Linked DNA regions of Arabidopsis thaliana: region 2 is linked to region 1. Evidence: chromatin contacts called from public capture Hi-C data. All regions are on one chromosome and are shown on one strand. Each heading gives the region's core, a stretch centred on a gene start, on an enhancer-like site or on the middle of the called end of the contact. The rest is flanking DNA. Distances are from core to core; before and after follow the strand shown. Region 1 holds the start of AT5G37070 (hypothetical protein (Protein of unknown function, DUF538)). Region 2 holds the start of AT5G37170 (O-methyltransferase family protein).

Region 1 (2,700 bases), core at 37-2,536:
TTACTTAGGAAGTTGTAACTTTATTGTCCCATAAAAATTGATCTATAAGTTTTAGAATTTATCAACACCAACACCAGGTCGTATTACCTCATAAGCATCTCTGCTTCTGCTTTTCTTAATCCCGGCTGTGAAATATACCTTTGATGAATCAGCTGAGATACAAGTCACTTTCACCCATATCATAACCTTTGTCTTCATGCCTTCCACTTCTGCTAGCTTCCCTTTCTCCAAGTAACCCGTTACCGTAGTTGAAAACCGCAGAACCGATGAATCTCTGTACCCAACTTCACATGTCTCAGGGATGAATACAGTCAATTTACCCGTCTCTTCGTTGAATTCATAGTTTGTAGCATCCTGTGGGAAGATCCCAACTGGTAGACCAAATTCCTTCAACAATTCAGGTAATGGCTTCTGCATTTTTCCTATCAATAAACAAGAATAACACACATAGCCAAAACATGACTAACAAACTATACAGATATTTCAAGAACTGAAGGAGATTTAAATACATAATACAAACCTTTGAGTTTGTTGACTAACCACTTGGTACCTCCTTCAATACTGCTAGACAATGACTGCAAAAATGAATCCAAATATCATCAGACTCAGGAACATTTGTATCTCATGAGATCCAAACTTTTTCATGATATGTTACCATAAAATACAAATTGCAGCATTAACAGTTCAAATGGAATCCATACTAATAGCAAATCACTATCCACTCTTTCTTTCTATAACAAGCTGAAGAACCCTCCACTAAAGATCAATGAAGGATTCAATTAAGGTAAAAAGTTATGAAATTTCTGTTAAAACAGGACAATGTTTATTAAACTAGACCATGTAACTCCAGACAATAAGACAAACATGTTCACAAAACCAAGCATTAGAAAGACTAAAAAGCCTTCGAAATTAAAAACCCTTAATCAAAGATTGATGCTTTTTCCTCTCAAACAGGAAACTAAAACCCACAAAGCAAAAAGTCTTGAGGATAACTAAAAGAGAGGAAAAATGTAAATTTTACATTGAAATCGTCACCGACGGAATTGAACTCTTTGTTTGCCTTTTGCCCTAACCAGTAAGAGCCAACTTTGTTCAGTATCTGATCCATATCTCTCCTCTTCTGTGTAAAAGCTTAATCCGTCGAGAGAAGGAGAAGACTTCTGCGTTTGAGGAATCGTTTCGTCGTCTATAGTTTTTGTGTTTCTCACCGTGTCTAAGTAACTAAAAAACAGCGCAACGTTAGTTGTTAAATTATCAAAACGACACGAGTTTTACTCTGACGTTCCCATGTTATTTGATTTGTTTCTCATTAAAGAAACAGTGAGAACGCTTTGGTCAACTTTGACAACCCCCACGTGTAAAACTAAGAACACCTTAATCATGTTTAATAATTTATTATTCCCTTTGTTTCATTAATGCATGCTATGAAACTAAATTTCAAGTATTTGAACTATTTTTTTGTTTCATGTTCTAACATTAATCTTTGTATTAGGGTCAAAAAAATTGTTTTAGGCTACTAATAACATAGAAGTTTTAAAAAGTTATGGGGTCAGTTGACCCTCCTATAAAGCATTGTTTTTCCCCCTGGTTTGGATTAATGAATACTATACCAAACAAATACATCTACACACATAATCCAGCACGAACATGCGGTCCGAATCTAGTTTTAAGAAAATTAACAATAACTGAAAGATGTACAATATAGTCGTATCTCAAAGCATTTAATCGTTGGAAGAAAACATATGAATATATGCAAATTTTTGATATATGAGAACTAAGTATCTCTGTAGCCATGAAGTTTCAACATCCACTTTGTATCGTCACTAACTGATAATGAATTTACAAGGCTTGATTCATTTCCTCAACAAAGAAAACATGACAAGTTTGCATATCATTAGAAGACAAGATTTAAAAGATTTTCTATAAGGTTAGAAGCACTCACCAAGAATATGATTTCGTTTAGTTCGTCATCTTCTAGAATTCTGTAAAAAAAATCACCATTAAAAAGCTCTCCACATCGTCATATTCGACCTTTAGATATATGCAAATGCATATGAAAAACCTCTATTAATTACAATTGTACCACAACTTCATATGCTCATTTTATTGTAATGAAATTGTTTTTTATGTAGCTAGTTAAATTATGGTTCAATTTTGAACTCTGAAAATATAAAAAACAAAGCTACAATAATTATTAGGTTGTGCAAATCTTATTCGCCGTGGTTGTATGAACCACATGAAACATTACTATTACTTAATTTGTAAAGAAGCAAGAGAGAATGCTCGTGAACTGAGCTGTAAATGTATTGTGACCTAAAACCTAGTTGGATCGTATTGGGCAAAAGCAACACCCGGAATAGCAGGGGTTCTGACAGTCATTCTCACTAACATCCATCTTTCATGAATATCTGCATCATGGATGATATTAAAGTTTTCATCAAAAGCATAGAAGCCAGTAGCTATCCTGACATTGAAAATATGGGCTCCACTCCTCATTTTTGATATACAGTTAGTTTTGTGCAAGATTTTCCGACGGATTCACCATCTGTTCTGGAAAGTTAACCAGATCCATGAGGAAGAAAGAGATCGCTCACCGAAAAACTCATATCCAATTTGAGGAGAGAGATTGAGAGAGTTAAAAAGAATTAAGAGAGAGCGAGAGAGAGCAATATTTCATGTGTTGTCCGTCATTGGTTTTTT
Region 2 (2,700 bases), core at 40-2,539, 62 kb before region 1:
TCCAGTCACGTAATATCCGCTACGTAAACAATTTTAGTTTGTAAATTATAGTAATCATAAAATTTTCCATTCAAGATACGTATGTATATGTATAACGTATGTATATGTATATAACTTACCCTCATGAAGATTGCATCTCCTTTTGGAACGTCTATAAACATATCTCCGGGTACATGCTCAACTCCTAAAAATTAATTTTGGTAAGACTAAATAAAATTAAATCAATTTTCAACTTGTCAGAATTGATCAAATGATGTACCGGGATAAGAAGGAGCAGTGGCTAAAACTGCGGCTAGATCGAAATTGATACCCTTAATTTGAGGATACTTGGACGAAATGACAAGATTTAGAATGGTGCCAAGTCCTCCTCCAATATCAACTAAAGTATTTACATCTTTTAATCCTTTGTAAACTTCTAAAATCTTCGTCATGATCATGGTAGAGGAATCTGACATTGCCTGGTTAAATATAGCAGCGAATTGTTCGTCCGTACAACGTATTCGTAGAGTCCCATGCCATGGGCAGAACTGAATGCATCTTTTTCTTCGTGTATCACATCCTTCAGATGTGTCCTGTAACATAAATCTTCTATTGTTCATTGAAAGTACGTGTATATATAGAGTACCTTTATCGCATATTGGTTTAGTAAAGAGGTTATTAACCGGTTTAATACAAATGAGGATCAACTACTAATTTGGCTGATTTGCAAATATTTAGGTACGTATAACGTACCAAGTTTTGAAAAAGACTTGGCTTTGGAGCAACATGAACTGGGACATGAGAGAACCTGAGTTGACTCCACGGTTTACGAAAAAAGCGCAAACCGGTTCCGCTGCATATACCCTTTGGGTACTTTCGGTTCGATTGTTTTCTCCGGTTTCAACTAAACGACATTTCAAGATCGAGTGGCTGACGAGTAACCGTAACATACGGTCTATCAACATCGGTGCCTCTGGGTTGGTAGGCTTGGTAGGGAGACCAAAAGCTATCTCGGAAGGCGAGAGCCATACGCCCTCCTCAAGGGCAACAATCGTATGGAGGACGCCAAGCTCCAATTAAGGCAGCTTTGAAAACCATGGGAAAAGCCAATGAGTTTGTGATCCTCAACGCTTGCATTTGCATGCTCATCATTTCTTCGTCAACTTGTTCTTGTTCTCTGGTTGGACCCGGTTTAGGGTAAGTGGTTAAGGACTCTTGATGATGGTTTGTCATTGTTGTCGTTGGTTAGAAAATAGAATAAGATGGATAACAAAGGTAGAGTCGGAAAGAAAGGATGGTGTCAACAGGTAAACTTAGTTCCATTTTATAGGGAGAGATCTCAAACCAAGTGTACCGAGTACCGACATTTGATTTGGTGACTCATGACTACGATTTGTGCCTAAAATTTTATATTCATAGGGGCTAACGAAAGCATTATCTACATCAGTCTAAAAATTCACCTTATGTCTACAAATTTTATGTTGAAGAAACGTCTAAATCTTGCTTGCATCGATTGATATCAAACAATTATGCAAAATCTCAAATTTCTCGAGGTAATATGATAACCTTACAAATTTTCTTTTATTTTGATGACCAACAAAAATAATAAGGGACTAATGTAATTCATGAAGACTTGACCATGGATACAATGTGAACCATCTTAAAGTGATATCTTTGGCTGGACAACCCACGTGATAATCTACGAAGACGGACGTGGTTCTAAGTGGAGGCTATCAATAGCAAACCTAATTATGCATAGACCTATTTAGGGATTAAGCTTCTTGGTTTGTTTGAGTAATGTTAGGCAAACGAAAAAGTGAAACCGGCATAGATAATAAGACCATCTCCATTAGGAGTATCTTAATATTGAGTTTCTCACTAATAAAATAATAATTAAAAAAAAGAGAGAATGTAGAAAGTTTCTCAAGTGAGAAACTATGAGATACTCTCTACATGCAATCATAATATTTCTTTACTTTCAATTGGTTCAATTTTTTTACTAAAATAAAAATTTAATCATAAAACAAAATTATAATAAAATATTAATATTTTTTTTTGTTTGAGAAACTAAATGGATTTCTCCTTGATGGAGATACTCTAATACTTCAACAATTAAACTAATTTGAATCTTTAGACTTCCATTAATAATGTTTACATTTAGATTCTGAATAGTAAAAATTGTTTAAATATATATTCAAACTATAAGTTACTTGAATCACACTTGAGAGCGGATCCAAAAGTAAGTAGGAAACATTGACGATAATGGTATTAGGGCTGGGGAAAAAAAAACTGGATCCGATTACCTGAACCGGAACCGACCCAAAAAATTGGACCCAAAACTGAACCCGAAGATGTACCCTATTGGGTCCTAAATTCCTCTACCCGAAAATACCTGAATATTTTATTCGAAAATCTAAATTTTATCCGAAACCCAAAATTTTACCCGAAAATCCATATATTTACCTAAAAATCGAAAATTCTGGTATCGGTTCCAAAAGAGCCTGAAATTCTACACCAAACTTATCTGAACCCGACTGGAACCGAACCGAAACCGAACTGATAATTTAGATTTACCCTATTGGATCTTAAACTTCTTTATCCGAAGGATTGGTATCCGATTGGGTTTTACCCAAATACAAACGGCTTACCCCAATGCCCACCCCTACTGGTATACAAGGAGTGTTTGAAAAAGTCATCAAACATACATTGTTATATTCTTCA

Evidence for each region. Capture Hi-C pulls out chosen DNA fragments and counts their contacts.
Region 2: a contact with region 1 is called in a capture Hi-C map of seedling, with 1.6 times the contacts expected there. The contact joins the promoter of AT5G37170 here to the promoter of AT5G37070 in region 1. A contact is called at or near these places in 6 of 26 Hi-C or Micro-C datasets (cotyledon, leaf, root and 1 more) and 2 of 3 other capture datasets (root and seedling).

What each region holds. Positions count from the first base shown.
Region 1 is chr5:14,649,499-14,652,198 of TAIR10.1, reverse strand. It overlaps AT5G37070 (hypothetical protein (Protein of unknown function, DUF538)), which reads right to left and starts at 1,286. Exons shown (of 3, transcript NM_123066.4): 1 at 1,022-1,286; 2 at 521-575; 3 at 1-422. The coding sequence starts at 1,108. The coding sequence ends at 52.
Region 2 is chr5:14,711,323-14,714,022 of TAIR10.1, reverse strand. It overlaps AT5G37170 (O-methyltransferase family protein), which reads right to left and starts at 1,289. Exons shown (of 4, transcript NM_001344165.1): 1 at 733-1,289; 2 at 260-572; 3 at 120-184; 4 at 1-19. The coding sequence starts at 455.